Linked DNA regions of Podarcis muralis: region 1 is linked to region 2. The links are chromatin contacts, called in public Hi-C maps. All regions are on one chromosome and are shown on one strand. The core of a region is the stretch at or near the end of the contact, and the rest is flanking DNA. Distances in the headings are between cores, read along the strand shown. Region 1 holds the start of TEAD3 (TEA domain transcription factor 3). Region 2 holds the start of LOC114599197.

Evidence for each region. A called contact is a pair of places that touch in the nucleus more often than the background predicts.
Region 1: a contact with region 2 is called in a Hi-C map of blood, with 2.8 times the contacts expected there. The contact joins the promoter of TEAD3 here to the promoter of LOC114599197 in region 2. A contact is called at or near these places in 2 of 3 Hi-C or Micro-C datasets (blood and tail).

Annotation. Positions count from the first base shown.
Region 1 is chr5:55,081,650-55,087,417 of rPodMur119.hap1.1, reverse strand. It overlaps TEAD3 (TEA domain transcription factor 3), which reads left to right and starts at 3,342. Exons shown (of 15, transcript XM_028733952.2): 1 at 3,342-3,709.
Region 2 is chr5:54,890,022-54,896,013 of rPodMur119.hap1.1, reverse strand. LOC114599197 reads right to left here and starts at 1,658. Exons shown (of 16, transcript XM_077928851.1): 1 at 1-1,658. RPL10A (ribosomal protein L10a) reads right to left here. Exons shown (of 6, transcript XM_028733934.2): 3 at 5,306-5,386; 4 at 4,756-4,904; 5 at 3,077-3,249; 6 at 1,797-2,039. The coding sequence ends at 1,869.

The DNA of each region.
Region 1 (5,768 bases), core at 2,093-4,592, 190 kb before region 2:
AGTGTCCTTAAGGCTGTAATACTTCTGCCTCTTCTGAGCCAGAGCACACATATTTGCCCTATTAAAATAAAAAAGAGGAGGAATTCGCAATTGTCTTTGAAAAAGGACTTAAACAGCACAGGGATAGCATATAGTGACTGATCAACTTGATGAGTCCTCAGTCCCTCAGTCCAAAATTAAATAGGTAATGGTAAGGTAAGAAAGAGGTAAAGAACCCCTGGACAGTTAAGTCCAGTCAAAGGCGACTATGGGGTTGCGGCGCTCATCTTGTTTTGAGGCCAATTGAGCCAGCATTTGTTCACAGACAGCTTTCCGGATCATGCGGCCAGCATGACTAAACCGCTTCTGGCACAACAGAACACCGTAACGGAAACCAGAGCGCAAGGAAGCGGCGTTTACCTTCCTGCCTCAGCGGTACCTATTTATCTACTTGCATTGGGATGCTTTTGAACTGCTAGGTTGGCAGGAGCTAGGACAGAACAATGGGAGCTTACCCCGTTGCAGGGATTCAAACCCCCAACCTTCCGATCGGCAAGCCCAAGAGGCTCAGTGGTTTAGACCATAGCACCACCCGTCCTAAATGGGTAGTGGGTTGAAGTTTAAAAGGAGATGATCCGTGAGTGACAGGGGCCTGGAGCAGACAACTTTTTAAAGCCTCTATCTAACCAGTGACTGTTACTAATGGGGCGTTCAAACACAACACCCACCCATGCAATCATCACATGCATGAAGGGCAGAGGAATGTACATGCTGGCCATGCCCCCCCCCAATCCCAGTGTAATCAGTGGCTTCACATTTGGTGTTAGTGTGAAGGACCCCAGGTGCAAACAGAACTACCTGCATGAAGGAGCCCTTACATATGCATGCATATGTGCAGCTGCCATGGGTCTGGACCAGTTAGTATGGCAGTGTGGTATGACCAGTGGGTGTGATCCTGCTGTCCCTCATGTGGGGTGCTAAGTGAGCACACCTTAGAATAGATCATTGTACAAGTTCCACATGTTGATTGTGCATCCTTTATCCTTAATCTATTACCCATCAATATCACTGAGGTGACTCTTAACTAGGGGAAGGCCTCAACCGGAAGGAGATGGTGAAGATGTCCTATATAAATCTCCATTTGTGATCTCTGCCCCTGAAGAGGTCTGAGTAGCATTGCAAGGAAGGATCCTGTTCCAAGAGCTAGAAACATAACATAAGCAAAAGAGACGCCTCTCCAAGCAAACTGAATTTCAAAAGTGGAAGATAAGCAGAGATGTTTTATTATGTTTTTATATATGTTGGAAGCTGGCCAAAGTGGTTGGGGCAACCCAGTCAGATGGGGAAGGGGGCTATAAATAGTAGAATTATTATTATTACTGACTAGAACACCCATATTTTCATAGGAGAAATGTTGGAGGGTATGCGTATGATCTACTTCTTATGGAGCAGGTGGGAAGAATACTAGTATTAGTTGCTTGCCTTTCCTTCTGCCTCCACAAATAAAAGGACTTGTAGGGGAAAGACAAATTGTTTTTGTTAAGTTGGTCGTTCAGGGGAAGCGGTTTGCAATATTCCCGAGGGAGGCACCCAGGCTCCAGTCAGCTATGGCCTTCCATAGAATTCATCAATGGGTTTTATGAAGCGATGTGTCAAGGAAGCGGGGGGATGAATTGGCTAGATGCATTTCGGGCTGAGGGTCTGGAAAGGAGAACGGGCAGAGGTGTGCAAGGAGAGCGCAGGAGACTCTGGGACACTTGAGGGTAGAAAGATCACCGGCTGGGAAGTAATGAGAAACACGGACAAAAAAGCAAGGTGGAGACACCTCTTTTTCGTGCTCAAATGCTGTACTTCAAAAGCGACTCTTCCAAGCGCGACTGTTCTTCAGAATCCTTATAAAACGCCCCATTCAACCGATTGCATTTGCACGCGTGCCGCAAATTCCACATCGCTTCCTAAGCCTCTGCGTTTTATAACCCGCGTTTTTTCGCTCGTTTGAAAAAAGGCCGGGCGGCCGCTGAAGCAGGAGCGCGCGCGCGAGGAGATTTTGTTTCCCCCTCTACCCCACCCCATGTCGGATCCGTTTCCTTGCAGCCCGCCCCTTGGCGAAGAGAGGAAGAAAATAAGATTTGAAAAGTCTGACCGACTTCCTCTATTGCCGACTGCGGCTTGGTCGGTTTGCAATCGAGCGGTTCCGAGGGAGCGGCGTCCTTTGCGCCCCGTGGCCCCTAGGAGTCGCTGCAGCGGGAGGCTCGGCAGAGGAGCCGCGATGGCCGGCTGGGGAAGCGAGAAGGCCGCTCCTCCGCCCGTGACGTCAGCAGCCGAGCGCTGAGGCTGAGATTTCAGGGCAGGAGGGGCTGCTGGTCGGAGATCCGGCAACGCGCCTCCTCCAGCGGAGGGCGACTCCCAGTGCAGCCGGGCCTCCGCCTCCGCCCGCCCCCGACGCAGGCAGGCGGGCGGGTCGCTTAGCCCCCCTGCGCTCTCCCTGCCACTCCTTGCCCGGGGCTGAAGGAGAGACGAGGCGGTCGCCACCCGCCCAACCTGTTCGCAGACAGGTTCTGCCTGCCCAGGACGACCTCCGCGCTCAGGCGTTCCTCTGGGCTGCGCCTGGGAGAGGGGGCAGGCAGGCGCCCCCACAGCTGCAGCTCATCCCTTCTGGAAAAGTTGCTGTTAGTTGCCCCAAAGAGACCATTCATCCCACGGCTTCCTCTCACGCAAGAGTAAAAACAAAACCCAAGTTCTCCAAACCTGCAGCCTCCAAATCCCATGCATGCTAACAAGGAAAGCAAACTCGCCTTGGAGTGCTGCGCAAATGCGCCTGTTGCTACATTCAAAAGTAGGCCTAGATCTCTCTCCTGTTTTTTAAAAAGTACATTTTAGAGCCGAGCCTCCCTGCAAGGAACTCGGTCCTGAGTGTGTATAGTGTAGTTTGCTCTCTCCCCACTCCCCACCCCGCCGTCCCGCATCCCAACATTTGTTTAAGTGTCAGTCTGAAGGGTCACACGCTGAACTTCCTAGCGAAGGCGGGATTTGAACCTGGAGCTTCGCGGCTGAAGTCAAACGCTCTGTCTCAAGCCATGCATTACTCCCTCAAGGGAAGAAAGATAACTTTGGGGCCCCATTCAACATTTGACCACGAAGTCCACTCCGCCTTATGTACCCACCGGACATGATTCCCCCTTGCAAACAGACTCCCCACCCCCCCACTCTTTATTAGAAGAAGGTGGTTGGCCCTAATGATCCAGCCTTTTCCAGTAAACGCATCCAGTTTCCTTCCAGCCTCCCTCCCGTCCTGCCTCCGGCAGAAAAGCTCCCCCCTCCACCCGAGAAAGCGAAGGCGCGGGGTGGGGGGACGACCCTCTTCCTCAGGTCTCCTCCCCCAGAGATGGTCGCGGGAGGAGGAGGCTGTCCATCGGCGAGAAGGGCGGGGGCTGGCGGCTCCTGCTCTCCTTCCTTCCCTCCCTCCTTCTTTCTCTCCCTTTCCAAGTTTCTGCTCCTCCCTCCTTCGCACAAACTTTCCCGTCGCTCTTGCTCGGCGCCCGGCTAGAGCTTCTTTCGGTGCGCGGCGGATTCCTCAGCCAGCCAGCCAGCCAGCCAGCCGCGCCTCCCCCCCTCTTCCTGCTGCCCTGTCACCTTCTCTCCCCCCCCCCTCACCCAAACGATCCAGAGCCTCAAGCGGCTGCACCGGCGGGACCACCACCCACCCTTCCCCGGACGGAGCACGGAGTAAGTAAGCAAGCAAGCGGGCGGGCGGGCGAGCGCTCCCATCCCGGCCTTGGAAACTCTCCGGGAGAGGAAGGAGAGGATTCGTCTCTATTGCGCCCCCCTTTCCCCACATAGATGTCCCGGGCTGCGGGGGGAGTTTCCCCGCCCCCTGCCCCTTCCCATATTTATCCACCCCCAGACCCAAACCGCGACCCCCCCTCTCCCGCCCATGGAGTTGGTCACGCTAGGAAGAGAAAAGTTGAAGGGGGGGGGAGCCCATTTTCTTTTTACCCCCTTGCCCCCCCCGGGGTTTCAGCCATGCCTTGTTGCGGTTTTCCTCTGGGAAAGAACATTGTATCCACCAGTTTATGTCTATGGAGCCTGTCTTGGGCAGCTACTCTTTCCTTGGGGGCAAGTTTCCCTGCTCTCAGCGAGCTTTGCTGGGAGCTCCAAACCCTTAAAAGAAAAAGGGAAAACAACAAATCCTACACTGTCCTTTTGGGGGTACACTCAGAGATGCCTGACGTCGAAGTCATGGTTCCTGCTCCGTTTCAAGTTTTGAAGTCCGTGGCCTGTAACAGAGCTGAATTAATTTCCTCCTTATATATAGTTATGCTTTGTCCGTCCCAGTTGGTTGTAATCAGAGCCTGTCCGTCTGCCAAAAGGGCTTTCGTGTGTATGATCCAGACTGTATATTGATAACTAGAATGGAGCACATATCTCTGTATAAAAATAGGTTATATAATCTTTCTGGTCTCTCAGGCATCACAGTGTTGCTCTTACAGATATTGTGAGTTTTTAAAAATCTTACAATATTCATATTATTTATTAACATCCAAGAGGAAGTTTTTTGAAGCAGGATTTGTTCTCCAGTGTGCCTGTATCTATCGCCAGCTTGAACCTAGGCCATAGGGCCGCTGTGTTGACAACTCATGGATTGCACAAACACATTTCCTCAATTAATTACCTTTGTGTGTGTTATGTGCGTAATGCTGTATTTCTCACTCGTTGGTCACGTGCGTAAAAACAAATGCTTTGGTAGATTCGTTGTATGTGTAGATTTATGTTGTTATTGCGGAAAGTTACATTTGGAAGTTTATAGTACTGATGTGTGTGAGAGAGAGAAAGAGAGAAGGGGAGGGTGGGGAGAAGGACAAGCAATTTAACTGGGGAGCGGGGAAGGGAGAGGATATGACAACTGTGTTAATATTGAAAACCCAAGATGGGATGGGCTTGACCAGTGTGTTAAATATCCACCCTATATCAGTCATAACAGGGGATCCAGTTCTGACTGATTAGTTCTGGGCAGCTGACCTACAGTGTTAATGGTTTAACAAAGAAATAGGGAAGCTGTGAGATCAGAGGGCAAAGAACTAAAAAGAGAGGTCTCTTGAGGGTTTCCTATTGTCTTGTCATAATCCATGGTATTTTGGTTGTTGCACCAGGGCAGGCGGACTGTGTCAGGCCCTTTCTCCCTTCCATTTAATAGTTTTCTCAATGGCTGCAATGTATTGGAGGCTGCCGCTTGCCTGTTCTTTGTAGAGTTCTTATGGATGTGCAGGAGAACATTAGTGAGGGAAACTGGAGAGTTTCTTCTAGGTCATATACATAGCCTCTTGTGAATAAGGCAAAGCATTATTGAGGAGCTCTTGTATATGGGACTTCTAAGAGGAAGGCACTTTGTACTCCAGGCCACTTTCTGATGGTGAGGCCTTGCAGGCAGGTTGCTGTTTGGTCATGGCTCTGCAGGGCTGGATGTATGGTTGGTCCTGCAGGCCTAGACATGCAAGAGCTTACACCGTTCAAGGGAATAGCTATCTCGAAAACAGCACCTGGGTTGCACTGTATGCTGCTGCATGAAATATAACCTCCCAAATAAAGACATGCTGCTTTGGGGAGATTGTTCCACCATTGTCTTTTAAGCTGTTTAAGCTGTGAAGTTTGTGCCATGATGAAACATAAAGATAATGGGGCTTTTACTTGCTTTTAGGTATGGGGTAGGCGCTTACCTGTCCTGGGAAACTGAGGCAAGGGATTGTGGGCAAGGTTTCAACTTTCCCATGGTGATTGTGAGCAAGACATAC
Region 2 (5,992 bases), core at 409-2,908:
CTACAAATTTGATTTTTTTTTTGCAATGTGACTGCACTGTACTACAAATTTGTGTAAATCTCTGCCTAGGCCAGAGTGCTTTCCGATTAGCGGACAAATATCTTGCTGGGTCATTGTAACTCTGCAAAGCAGTATTTCTTTGCAGAGATCTTGCCAGTTTTAAACCCTAAACTGATTCTGAAGACTATTTTTTCTTCTACAAAGTAAAAGGTGTTAAGTTGCTCCAAAGCCACAGTGAGAGGCTGCTGACACACAGCGGGCTGCCCTAAGTGAAAAATGAGGCTGGAACTGTTGCCAAGCCCGCTGGTTGCTTCATATTTGAATGTCCTGAATTTGCTTTTTACCTATTTAGAAAGAGTATGATTTTTATTTTTTGTTTATCTTATGACAGAAGGTTAATTAGTTTATTGGACCAGTCAGTATGATTTTGTATTTTTTGTATCCCGCCCCCCCCCCCCCGCTTATTATTACTTTGTTCTGTTCTGAAACTGAAAATACTCAAATGAAGAGCAGGCTAAAAATACTGTAAATAAAATATTCAAAGTTAAAAGAGTAGACCCATTAATAAGTAAGTTTACTTCAATGGGTCTACTCACGAGTATAACTTAGCTGGTTATCACCTACTGTCCAGATCACTAGTATACTATTTCCATTCTATTCTGCACTGGTCAGGCTGCATGTCCTCTTCTGGAAACATTTTAAGGACACTGAGCAATTGGAGTGTGTCCAGATGAAAGCAACCAAGAAGATTAGGAATCTGGAAACCAAATTTTAGGAGTAAGTTGTAAGTATATCATACTGATCATGGCAAGATGAAACTAAATTTTTCCAAGTATAAGACTAGGTTTTTGCCTTTAAAAATGTCAAAAAATTAGGGAGTGTCTTATACACTGGGCCATCTCCCCCCATTATCTGAGTCCCCCAAAATAGGGGGCATCTTATAGACAGAAAAATATGGTACTCTATGCTCCATAGTGAGGTGGAGACAGTGGCACATTAAGAAAAGCTTCAGCCCACAAAATTGGGTGCCTTCAGCAGCTCAGGTGAGTTTGGCTACTGGGAAGAACAAACTATAGGACATCCTATCCCCATCTTTGCTCTTCTTGAAAGGAGAACATTCTCCATCCTCTGAAATCCTGGCGCCACTGCCAATCAGTAAATATATTACTGAGCTAGATGGGCTATTCTCGTCTGACTCTGTATAGGGCAGCTTCCTTTCCCACCCTCAGCCTCCCAATGGCACAGAACCTAAATACCTCAAGGACCACCTCCACCCATATAAATCGACCCAGACCCTGCATTCATCATCCAAGGTCCTTCTTTGTGTGCCTCCTCCACAGTAAAGAGGCATGGAGGGTGGCAACCCAAGAATGGGCCTTCTATGCAGCAGCTTCTTGAAACGCTATCCCCAGGGAGGTTTGTCTGGTGCCTTCATTGTGTATCTTTAGGTGCCAGACAAAATGTTCCTCTTCTATCAAGCATTTAGCTGATTAACATTCTACAGCCTTTTAAATGTGGTATTTTGAGGGGGGGTGTCCTTATTTTGTTGTTTTAGTTTTAACTATTTGTGCTTTTACATTGCATTTTATCCTGTGAGCCACCCTGAGATCTTGTAAGGGCAGTATATAAATCAAATAAGTAACAATTGCTCTATCTCCAAACCCCTTGACATTTTTCATGCTGGAAAGGACCTGTGTGCTACCAGTCCTTGGCCTTCTCAAGTGTTCTGTGCATTCCCAACACTGTTACCATGCAGGGGAATCTCTGCTTAACAGAAAACGACAAGTATTCAGAGATTCTAGGTACTAGGACTTTTATAAAGCCAAAATCCACACATGTTAAGGTAGTCAAAAATAATTATATTTTCATCAGTAAAGGCGCTGGGGTTTCCCCATGGTACTCTTGATGTACAAGGCCCGCACATTCTGCCAATTTTTCTTCAGCAAAGAGACCAAGAAGTTGATGGCCAGATGAATGTTGTAGACTAACTCATCCTCAGTCATCTTCACATGCCCAACAGCCACAGCCAGACAGAGCACCTGAGAGGACACAATAAAGTATTTACTCATTCAGTTGTCTCAATAAGATAAAAGTGGTTAGGGCTTGGGAAAACACAAGCATACAACAAATCCATTCAAGTTGTTATCCCAAATGTCACAAGTCTTACAGCAAGGCCTCACCCAAGTGAGCAGAATAATTGGGGTGGGGAGATGGGTTGTCCCAATACAGTGGTACCTTGGTACTAAAATGGCTTGGCTCCCGAACACCGCAAACCCGGAAGTGTGTGTTCTGGTTTGCGAATGTTTTTCGGAACCTGAACATCCGGGCGCGGCTTCCGATTGAACGCAGGAAGCTTGTGCAGCCAATCAGAAGCCGTGCCTTGGTTTTCGAACCGTTTCGGGGGTCGAACAGACTCCCATAATGGGTTAAGTTGAGAACCAAGGTACCACTGTACTTATCCTGTTCTGTTACATAGCAAACTGCAATGGCTCACACAGGATGAATTCCTAAATAGTTACTAGGGAATAAACTCTAGTGAACACTGTGGGCCAGTCACAAAATGGCTGCCACAAGGGCATAACACAACACAAAATGGTTGCTACATCTAAAAGAGCAGAATAAGCTCACAAAATGAAAAAGGCAAAACTACCACCAATCACCTGCCCCACTAAGCAGGAAAAGGAACCTGCATCAGCTACCACTGAATTTGATGACAGAGAGAAGTTATTTTTCACCACTTTAAGGAAGGGTGCTATTTTGAGAGAAGGGTGGTATATAAATCTAATTAACAACGAGAGACTGAGCCAGTGCAATCAGCTGGAAGAACTAAGCTGGAAGAGGTCTCCTTCTGTATTGTGGATTTTTGAAGAGATATTAACAGACTTTTTGTGGGCCTAATAGGAGTACAATAGTACTCTAAAAATTCAGCCATTCATAAGCCAGATTTGTGTATCTGTAAATAAACCTTACCCAGGGAAATGCAACCAAATTCAGTCAAGTAAAGACGACTATCAAGTTCTTTACCTTCAGTACTACATCAGAAAATGGAAATATTTGTGCAATTAAAGAAAATTACCTTTTTCATTTGAAACTTTATTGTGGATTTGACCTCATCAATCTTTGCCACCATGTTCTCATTGTGAGTGAGGAGAGAAGGAAACTTGCCAGCTTTGTTCAGTCCTGGCCCCAGGATTCGAGGAATCTGCTTGATCAGGGACTCGGAGGCCAAGAAAGCATCATACTTCTTGGCTGTAAAAAAACAGAAGAATGAGCATCAAGACCACCTGAGGCCCACCTCAAAAGCTTGCAAAGCAGACATCTTCAAATCACCAATGAGATACTTTCCTACTTTTTAAGGGAAATTCAAACCAGAGGTTAAATAAAACCTGAAATGAAAACGAGAACTAACCTAACCATATCCAACAGGATCCCAAGAGAAGCAGTTTGGGTTCCATATTCTTTAGTTCATTTTCAACTGTATGACAAAATTTAATTTGCAGATCATGAAAACAAAGCCTTCAATCCAAAGGCTTATGTAAGGAGTTATGTTTGCACAACAAGACTTCTGAGCATTCTTGCTGCACCAGTTAGATAAGATGCTCAGAAAGTTCCCCCAACATAGCAGCCATGTCTGCACATGCTGCTAGCTGCAAACTGTGGTCAGGCAAGTTGGCATGTGTGTTACGAGCTGTGTGCTGGTGCACAGAGCTTGAACTATCTCAGCTTTGCTCCTCCTTTTCTAGGAAAACAAGGCATAGAGTGGCTGGCTGGCTTTAACATTATGTGGGAGACAGTGATCATGGTTTGTTTCTCCCACTCTTATCAACGTTTCCCCACTTTTGACAGTGAGCACTACCAAACAAAAAATCCAATGTTGCTTGGCAGATTTTTGTTCGCATGAGATTTCAGCATCCTCTCCTTAAAAAGGTAAAGGTACCCCTGCCCATACGGGCCAGTCGTGACCGACTCTGGGGTTGCGCGCCCATCTCGCTTAAGAGGCCGGGAGCCAGCGCTGTCCGAGGACACTTCCGGATCACGTGGCCAGCGTGACAAAGTTGCTCTGGCGAGCCTGCACCAGCGCAGCACACGGAAACACCGTTTACCTTCCCGCTATAAAGCAGTACCTATTTATCTACTTGCACTTAAGGGTGCTTTTGAACTGCTAGGTGGGCAGGACGACGGGAGCTCAACCCACTGCGGGGATTCGAACCGCCAACCATGTGATTGGCAAGTCCTAGGCACTGAGGTTTTACCCACAGTGCCACCCGCGTCCCAATCCTCTCCTTACCCAGCACAATTCCAAATTCTGTCCCACAATTCTCCCAACCACCTGGATCAGATTATGCAGATAGTTCAGTTGGTTAGAGCATAGCACTGATAATGCCAAGGTTGCAGGGTTGATCCCCATAGGGGACAGCTGCATATTCCTGCACTGCAGAGGGTTGGACTAGATGATCCTTGGGGTACCTTCCAACGCTATATGATTCTATGATAGGTGGGGGAAGGTTTTTACCTAGGTGCAATTAAGGCATTTTCTGCTTGAAAGACCAAGGATATCTTAACCCTGCCTTATATTTAGCTACTCCTACATAGCTGTCAACTTTTCCCTTTTCTTGTGAGGAATCCTATTCGGAATAAGAGAATTTCCCTTAAAAAAGGGAAACGTTGACAGCTATGTCCTACATGCTAATTCTTATTTGCTGATGTTGTACAATATCCTTGGTGCTTCAGAAGCCCTTTTCCAATTTTGCTCACCTAGTTTCTTTACAAGCTTCTTGTTCTTATTAAGTTTCTTCAGAGCCTCTATGTCCATGTGAGGGATGTCAACAGCTTTGGCCTCATCACAGTGCTGCTGGTCCCCCAATACACAGATTGAGAATTTAGGCCGTGGAGCAGACTTGAGCCTGGTGGAAGAGGAAAAGGAAGCATCACCGTTAGCCACCTCACAACTGCCAGTGATAGGAAATGCTAAAGGGATGCACTGGCTGAAAAGCCTTACCGCAGCCAGCTAGAACGTCTTCGTCCACCAGCGTCTAATCTGGCTTCATAAAGTGATCGGTGGGATCAGCAGAAGAGCTTCACCACACCTTCCCTCATGTTTTAAGACCCAGGGTAGGGGTCCGTCCAGCCACACCCACTTTGCAGCAGGGGGATCTGAACTACCCGGGCAATTCAGCATTGCACCCAGCTGCCATGTACTTTTCAGTCAACATGCTGCAGGGTAGGTAGGCTGAATTAAGAGCCTTGAAGTAACAGGGAGAGGGGTGCAGGCTGAAGGCTGGGTGGTACAGGAACAGTGCCAAACCTGACAGTGCCAGAAAAACGCTTGTCCTTTTGTGGGTCATAGTTTTTCAGACTGATCTGCAACTCCACAGTCTCCAAGAACCTAAAGAAACAGGAAAAGAAACCAGTTAGGCAACGGATGAATTAAGCTGTACACCCAAGTACTATTTGAGAAGTGGGTGGGCAAGATACTTATGTTCTCCTAATTTCTGCAGCTCAACCACATGTATCTATCACCAAGAAGCTCCTGTAAAACGATGTCATGTTGATTACTCAGTTATTCAGCACTGTTTATTCTTGCTCCTGGATTCACCCAGCAGCACAGATATAGCATCAGGGTATGTTTTTAGTTGCATTTTCCTGCCAGGGGAAAAAACAAAGATAGCAATCCTATTCTCTTTTGCCCCCACCCAAGGAATAATCTACTGCTCTTGGAAGGTGCATGAGCCAGGAATCTTTTAAAAACTGTACACTTTAATCAGGCCTGTGAAACTTTTTTTAAAACCATTTTCTAGGCATGCCATTATTGATGTTATTATTGCAACATTTTGTTTCATGTTCTACACTACCTTATGTTAGTTCTTATGAAAGTGTAGTTTACAATTATTTACAAAAACAAAACAAACAAAAACTAAGACAGTGCAAACCACAGAAATTTAAAGAGTGGCTGTTCATAGTATGATCCACTGATACGCATGAACACATACAA